Regions from separate parts of the Mus musculus genome. Here all the other regions are linked to region 1. The links are chromatin contacts, called in public HiCAR-type and HiChIP or PLAC-seq maps. All regions are on one chromosome and are shown on one strand. The core of a region is the stretch at or near the end of the contact, and the rest is flanking DNA. Distances in the headings are between cores, read along the strand shown.

Region 1 (2,587 bases), core at 63-2,562:
CCTGAGTTCATCTGCAGGCAGAATGCTGCCCAAGAAGGACAGACACAAGGAACTCAACTGCCAAGCTCTTCTAAGACAGGATAAACAGGTCCATCATAATTCCTGTTTCACAAAAGGCCTGTCAGATTTTCTGGGCCAGAAGGCTGAAGACGATGCTCCAATGTTTTAGAAAATATTGGGGACTGTCCAGGCAGTCAACAGGCTCTGTCATTTCTATAATTTTTGGAAGCTGTGACCCTGCACTTCCTACATACTAAAGTAATATTTATTCCTTCTCAGGTCTCTGATGGGGTTGGAGACTAGATAGTCATAGTCTTAACATAAGTTTAAGATGTTTAGGATTTAAGAAGATGTACCTGGAGCTGAGACGAAAGGATGGACCATCTAGAGACTGCCATATCCAGGGATCCACCCCATAATCAGCTTCCAAACGCGGACACCATTGCACACACTAGCAAGATTTTATTGAAAGGACCCAGATGTAGCTGTCTCTTGCGAGACTATGCTGGGGCCTAGCAAACACAGAAGTGGATGCTCACAGTCAGCTATTGGATGGATCACAGGGCTCCCAATGGAGGAGCTAGAGAAAGTACCCAAGGAGCTAAAGGGATCTGCAACCCTATAGGTGGAACAACATTATGAACTAACCAGTACCCTGGAGCTCTTGTCTCTAGCTGCATATGTATCAAAAGATGGCCTAGTCTGCCATCACTGGAAAGAGAGGCCCATTGGTCACTCAAACTGTATATGCCCCAGTACAGGGGAATGCCAGGGCCAAAAAAAAATGGGAATGAGTGGGTAGGGAAATGGGGGGGGGAGGGTATGGGGGACTTTTGGGATAGCATTGGAAATGTAATTGAGGAAAATATGTAATAAAAAAAAGAATATTTAGATTCTCCTCCTTAAAAAAAAAAAAAAAAAAAAAAAGATGTACCAAGTCTAAGAAGATGATTTTAGGATGTTAATACAAATTAGGATAGAAAATGATTTAGATCTAAAACTCTAAACTCACCAAGATAGGACAGATGATAGAATCTAAATTGCCAAATATAAACAGATAGGCTTTTAAATTTAACTCTTTCCTAATAATTGTCATTATTGTTTTATAATTGTTCCACTCTAAGTTGTTTATTGTTATTTAGACAAAAGGGGGAAATGCGGAGGTTTGGTGAGTTGCTATGTATTGTAATGCTAAATTCTGAATCCCAAGGTCTAGCTGCCTCAAGATGACTGAATTCTCAGGTATGCAACCTTTTGTATTGCAAACCTTGCTTGTTAATTTAAAACCATTAGTTGATAAAGACGCCTATAGCTGGGCAGGAGAGGTGGGTGGGGCTTCAGTTCCTGGGATTGGGGTCTGAGGAGAGACCAGAGGAGAGGGTGAAGAGGAGGAAGGAGGAAGGCGCCATGGGGCAGGTGAGTCAAGAGTGCATGGCCTGTTGGAGCAGGAGCAGCAAAGGTGGGACATGGCAAGTGAAATCTTGAGGTTACTGACAGAGAAGTAAACAAACTAGCATAAGGGGTTGATAGATGCCCAGCTCTAATGCTTAAAGGCTTATTATAAATATAAAGATTTTGTGTGTGTGTGTGTGTTTTAATTTGGGAACTAAATGATCTAAGGTGAGGTAGAAGCCCCCAAATAATACTTACTGGAGAACTGAACTATGATGGTTAGTCATTGGTCCTTTATACAGTCATTTCTCTAGTGTGGCACTGTCACACTCACGGGTCCCTTCTTGCACCTCTCCTCACCCTTTCTTGCCACACTTCATTTTAGCACTGTTCCCAGAACACTAACATGGTGAGGTAATTTCTTAAGTGTACAATTAAAAGTGATCCTTTTTGCTTTACTTCAGTATTTGAATACATTCCTTCTGTATGAATGAAAATGGTGCCCTCTTCTTCTTGTGACATGGTAAATTTTCTTCTTAAGGATAAATCTCATTTTAACCCCATGCGGCACTCTGGCCGCTAGATCTCCATCCTGTTTTCCTATTTCTCTGTCTCATATATCAACTCATGTTCCAGCTTCATTCTGTCACTGTGACAAATAACCATGACCAAAAGGGACTGAGGAGGACTCATCATAGACTGTCATTGGGGAAAGTCACAGCAGAAACTCAAGCAGGGACTCAGGTGCAAGCCTGTTTGCCATTCCACACACTCCTTCTAAACAAAGAACTTACCCACAGCCAAGGAAGAGCAGCAGAAACCAAACCATGGAGGAATGCCACCTGACGGCTTGTTTGCAGGTCCATGCTTATCTACCTTTCTTCTTCAGTCTGGAACTATCTGCCCAGGGATTGGTCCCACCCACAGTGGGCTGGGCCCTCTTACATCAATTATCAACCAGGACAATCCCCACAGTCATGCTCACAAATCTGATCTAGTAAATCCCTCTGCTGAGATCCCTTCTCAGACAACTCTAAGTTTCATCAGGTTAATACTTAAAGCTGGAAGAACATCTCACTTGAGCTCTCGTTCAATTTAAAAACAGAGTCTAGAGAATTTTACCTGTGGGAACTGTTATCTCCATAAGAAGATTTCCCTACATGAACCTCTAGCTCCTGCTATCGACTCCTCATTT
Region 2 (2,587 bases), core at 24-2,523, 350 kb before region 1:
CTGCCTCCTTTTGTCCTGGGCCTTTTACCCATAAACTCAGTGCTGCAGGTCGCCTCTTCATTCCATTCTCCTGGGACTGATCTTAGCTAGGGTTCTACTTCCAGTGCTTGTGTGCACCGCGCTATCTAATGTGGAAACGGACTCATTTAGTTATTTCCAAACCCGAGGAGAGAGGGCCAGAAGGGACCTCATGTTCCTTACCGAGGCCTCTGCATAGCGCCACATCCGTTCTCTGTAACTATGGATTCTGATATTGGGAACTTCCCATGAAAAGGGAGGTGGTTGGGGGGATAAGGAGTCATTAAGCACCTCAGATTATGTGTATTATACTGGACCAAAGTTCTCCATAAACTAAAACCGGAATTCGATGCTATCGTGCTCACAAACTCGAGCATTGGACTCTACATCCATGACTGAGACCAGTACTAAACTTGAGAATAAGTTCATGGACTACCTGAGGCCTGCTTAGTAATACTTCATGTTTTCTTTCGTTCCTCATTACACTAGCCATTGAAGAATGATATGTTTTAAGTATTTTATTTTGCTTTTAAAGACAAAGTCTTTCCACGCAATTCATAATGGCCCTGGAACTTGCTCTGTATGTAGTACAGGTTAGCCTCCTGCCTCAGCCTCAGCTCGGACTACAGATATGTGCCACACTCCCCCCTGCCCTCCGACTGAGTATGTGATAGTTTGAGAACTATTATGCTAGCTTTTTCTGTGGTATTAAACGCTGGCTCTCAGCCATTGAAACTCCAGTGTGTGTAACACTAACACCTGGCAAAGCGCCAACTTCCTAAATGCCTGCTGACAGTCATTTGCAAAGCATAGGAAGTGTTCTGTTGACTGTTAGAGTGAGGAGCTGGGAGACATAGGGCCTAGGTTTCTATTTTCAGCTCAGATACCAACGGAATAATAAACAACCACAGGGGGTTCCTTCCCTGAGGTCTTGAGACCAGGAATGAGGAAACATATAGAAACAAAGACGTTTCAAGTGCCCGACATTAATCCGCAGTCTTTCTGGAGAGCAGGGCTGTGATTTCTGGGTTTAGGGTTTTCACTAAGGTGAGAGGTGACAGGGCCTCCATTTCTTCATCTGTGAAATGCAGAGGTTGGCCTGGATGATCTCAAATGTCACTGGCCACTGGAGGATCAGGGACTTCAATCCTGACCTCTCTCCCAGGGTTTTGGCTTGTTCTTCCAGTTCTTCAGAGATCTGATTCTATTCTTCAGCCGGCAGCCTCAGTTTGGGCAGCCATTCTCTTTGATGTGTCTGAGGAGCTTGGGGAAAAAAACAGCAGGTCACAGAACATAGAACAGACAAAATCCGAGGCCACCTGTGGCAGAACCTTGGCAACCTTCCAGAGAAGAGGTGAGCATTTCAAAATCACATCTGTTATCAGGGAAAATTTACAATGTTTCAACTAAGCCCCATTGTGGGTTTTTACCTGCGAAAAGAGAAACAAAACCCAAACCATTCTTTTGAAGAAGACACTAGCTGACCTTCCATGCAGCATAGCATAGAGAAGAGGCTGCTCCAAGCTCCTGTCACTGTTGCTATTATTGTGTAAATATTGATCTTTATTATTTTAAAATTTGATCTTTATTATGTTTGAATTTAAAAAAAAAAGAAATAAAAGGAGAACATGACTGGAAATATAAGCTAGAAATAAAAGGAAATAAACAGCCAAAGGTAGAGACATCTGGCAAACTCCAGAGTGAACAGGCCATGCGAGGATAGGGGGAGGGGAAAAGGAGCAAGACGGGTGGCCTGCGGTAAGAGTCTGGCCAAGAGACTGGTGTAGCCAAAATGGCTGAGTTATATAGGTGCCAAAGGAACTATCCAGAGGGAAGCCGGGAGTTCGGGATAGAGGGACAGGTATGCTAGGCAGGAGGATACTATAACTATAACAGGTCGGGACCAAGGGATGCTGGGAGAACCTGGGGGCCAGCATCAGCTTTGAAGTGTGTTAATAAGTATGGTAGCTACTTGTGTGGGGTTTGAGCCTTAACAGTTTGTGTGTGTGTCTGTGTGTGTCTGTGTGTCTGTGTGTCTGTGTGAATGAATGCTGTGTGTCTGTGTGTGTGTGTGTGTGTGTGTGTGTGTGTGTGTGTGTGTGTCTGTGTGAGTGAATGCTGTGTGTTTGTTGCTCTGCCTCTCAGACCAGGCATGTATTAAAGGAGTCTGACAGCTTCATAGTAGTGTCTCCTTTAATACCTTTCTTTTAGTCCTAGGCAGAGACAAGCTGCTCTCTGAGTCGGAGGCCAGTCTATAGCACAAGCTCCAGGCCAGCCAGGGCTACATGGAGAAACCCTGTCATAAAAAACCCCAAAACCAAACCAAACCAAACCAAACCAAACCAAACCAAGCCAAGCATAAGTAATTTGGCAAATCGATGGTGTACAGTATCTCCTAGAGATACTGATCTTTCTTCCTTTGTACAAGAAAGACCATGTTTCATGTTCTAGGAGTATATTTCTGTTTAGGCCTCTCACAGGACTGGTCACATCTCGCGTGTGTGTTTGGTTTCAGACCCTGGGACAAGGGACTGAGGTGCATATTTTTGCACATCACAGCAGACCTGGC
Region 3 (2,587 bases), core at 62-2,561, 310 kb before region 1:
AACATGGTGCCTTAATAGTCTCGAATGGTGTTGGATAGCAGTAGTGAAGAGAGGACTTCTCTCTCCTGATTGCCCCCTCCCTCTCCTGGGCATCACCAGCAGGACTGACAGGTGTGGACCTGCTGAGACCATAGCGTGTCCATTCTAAGCCTCTTTCACACTGCAGTGCAACCCTCAGAGCTCGTTTTTTTTTTTCTCAGTTGCTACCATATACTGTGTTTCTTCAAGCTTTCCCATATGTCCAAGTAGGATCCGATCATCCCAACTCCCCAAGTTTTCCACTTCCTATTTGTGTGCCAGCCTATTTGGAGTTAAAACCGCGAGAGCCTTTTGGACAGCATAGGACACTATCAGAGTTTCCGAAGCGCGGTTGCTGGGAGTCTGACTGCCTTTTTAGGGAAGGCCTCTCATTGACCTGCTGAGGTTTACTTTAAATTTCAACTGGCTTGCAAACGCATTCTCCTTTGACAGCCCTCGCTTGAAATGCATTTGCTCTGAGCAAACACAGGGTCAAGTCTTTGAGTGTTAGGTGGTTCTTCTTGCCTGAGAGTTACCTATCTGACTTCCCGTCAGATGAAGGCCCTGCCGCCCTTCCCCCAACCCCTCCAGCCTCTGAGAATTCCCCCTTTGCTGGGGGTGGGGGTGGGGAATGGTGTGTACTATACTTTACCATTTCCTCATACATTTTGCATATATTTTCGTTTTGTCTTGGAGGATTAGAAGTCAGCAGGAGTAAACTCAACTCCACCTTCGCTGATTGGATTAAAAGTGAACACAGACTCTCAGAAAAAAACCAGTTCTGGAGAACGGAAGGCCTCACAAGGTCAAAGCCATTCAAAACCAAAATCTACTTAGTATAATCACTTCCTGGTTGAGGAGGGGCAGAGAGACCGCAGAGAAACTGGATAAACTCATGAGTTATGGGAGTAGGTGTGGAAACGGTAGGGAGCCTGGGTCCCTGGCTTGGGAGCCCTGTATGCAAGTCTTCTCTTTTCTTTTTTGAGTCCTTACAGAGGCAGACCCAGATGTTGCCCTGGGGAGGGAGGCTGGTCTGCCATCCCATTCCCCAGCTGTGTCTCTTGCACCCAATGGCCACTGCTTGCCTTTTTGTTTGATGCTGAGCCCGTCGTAGAGATGGCATGGTATCTGCCATTATTTTGCCCTTCTACCTAGCTCCCCACATTGGTAGAGAGTGGAAGCAAGCCATGACCCCAGGTACTGTGGTAGTTCAGTGGGGTAGCCGTGGAGCCATGCCAGCATCTTAGTGGCAAGTACTAGTCAGGGTGAGGAGAGTAGCCAGACTGGAAAAGCTCACTGGGTGCAGTGAGGTTGCACAGTGCCTAACTCCTCCCTTGTGCAAGCTGGGGACAGATTCTGGGCTAAGGCAGGGGGTGGAAGAATTGCTTTTTAGATTAGGGTGTCAAGGATTTATTATCGTTTTCTTGTAGCTGGGACAAAAACACCCGCTAACACAACATGATAAGGAAGTTTCTGTTGTCTCATGGTTTGAGGGAAGGCGTGGAGGTAGGAGTGGGAGGTGTCTGGCCACATCGCCCCATGTAGTCAGGACACAGGGAGAGGCGAATGCATGAGCTCCGTTCCTTTCTGTCACTTTACTGAATCCGATTCTACCCGGTGAGGCACCAGGAACAAGGCCAGCGGTATCCAGGGTGGGTCTGTCCACCTCAGCTGATCTCTGGTAATTCTTTACAGACAAGCCCGGAGATGTGTCTCTTGGGTTGGCTCCAAAGCCCACCAACATGACAACCAGGATAATAAAGCACCAGTGAGGAGGAATGATGGGAGTCTTGGCCCAACGTGTGAAGTCCAGTGGGCATGTGACTCTCAGGCAAGGCTTAGCAATAACTGCAATGGGGGTCTGGCAGGAGTGCAGAGCCTGGTGGCCGGGTTCACATAGGATTGGGAAACCACACACTTTAAAGCCAATGCAGGATGATCTGGGACAGCCTAGATCTAGGCAGGACATTAGGGGCAAGCTTTTGTGTCCTGCAGACAGCCAGAAGCAAGAACCTGATCAGCAAGTACTTTTCTAGGTCCCTGGTACCTCTCTGGCATGCTGAGCATTAGAAACTGGCATGGGGTTGATACCCTTCATAGACCTGCCTGGGTCTCGTCTAGGAGCCTTTCAAGGTTTGACTGTGTACTTAAGTGAGCTGGAATTATAAAGGCAAGGGAATGAATGGGTAGTCAACTGGCTAGTAGATTAGAAAATGCTAAAGAGATGGTATCACGCCAGACACGGTGATGCCTACCTGTAGGCTCAGTACTTAGGAGGCATGGGCAGGGGGACTACCTTAAGCTTGAGGTCAGTCAGGGCTGTATAGCAAGACATCCGCACACATACACCAAACAGGGCTGTACTACAGATTATAAGGCAAACTACATTACCCCACTATGATTCCATACAGGCACAATTTGCCTGAGCCATTTAGCATAGGGAAAGGAGACGGGAGGAGCAGAAAGAGAGCTGAGAGTTTTGCATGGGTGGAAGGCAGTGCAGTTTTCTGATCCCATCTCCTGGTACAGTGGGGAGGGGGATGTGGCAGGGATGTCAGGGGGAGGGGGA

Evidence for each region. HiCAR-type assays count read pairs that join an accessible place to other places. HiChIP or PLAC-seq counts read pairs in DNA pulled down with a chosen protein or histone mark.
Region 2: a contact with region 1 is called in an H3K27ac HiChIP or PLAC-seq map of epiblast stem cells. The contact joins two enhancer-like sites. A contact is called at or near these places in 6 of 15 datasets of contacts at CTCF or cohesin (CD8 T cells, the G1E-ER4 cell line, the NIH/3T3 cell line and 2 more), 105 of 484 Hi-C or Micro-C datasets (the 63-12 cell line, B cells, the Ba/F3 cell line and 51 more), 10 of 115 datasets of contacts at active chromatin or transcription factors (cardiomyocytes, embryonic stem cells, epiblast stem cells and 2 more) and 1 of 9 other capture datasets (embryonic stem cells).
Region 3: a contact with region 1 is called in a HiCAR-type map of embryonic stem cells, with 2.7 times the contacts expected there. The contact joins two enhancer-like sites. A contact is called at or near these places in 2 of 115 datasets of contacts at active chromatin or transcription factors (embryonic stem cells and stem cell-derived neural progenitor cells) and 1 of 9 other capture datasets (embryonic stem cells).

The regions. Positions count from the first base shown.
Region 1 is chr17:79,653,061-79,655,647 of GRCm38.p6, reverse strand. All of the region lies in intron 4 of Rmdn2 (regulator of microtubule dynamics 2), which reads right to left. It overlaps Gm33006 (a long non-coding RNA gene), which reads left to right. Exons shown (of 4, transcript XR_876982.2): 2 at 1-88. Among named protein-coding and RNA genes, the nearest start is that of Gm33006, 14 kb to the left of the region's middle. Within about 2 kb of position 1,312, at least 10 of the 459 cell types and tissues checked have an H3K27ac peak or open chromatin away from gene starts, as enhancers often do. A contact at or near this core is called in differentiating embryonic stem cells, embryonic stem cells and epiblast stem cells, where this site is marked.
Region 2 is chr17:80,007,232-80,009,818 of GRCm38.p6, reverse strand. No RefSeq gene overlaps it. Among named protein-coding and RNA genes, the nearest start is that of Gm22215, 25 kb to the left of the region's middle. Within about 2 kb of position 1,273, at least 37 of the 459 cell types and tissues checked have an H3K27ac peak or open chromatin away from gene starts, as enhancers often do. A contact at or near this core is called in differentiating embryonic stem cells and epiblast stem cells, where this site is marked.
Region 3 is chr17:79,967,870-79,970,456 of GRCm38.p6, reverse strand. The region is part of intron 2 of Gm41625 (a long non-coding RNA gene); the gene reads left to right. Among named protein-coding and RNA genes, the nearest start is that of Gm41625, 13 kb to the left of the region's middle. Within about 2 kb of position 1,311, at least 26 of the 459 cell types and tissues checked have an H3K27ac peak or open chromatin away from gene starts, as enhancers often do. A contact at or near this core is called in embryonic stem cells, where this site is marked.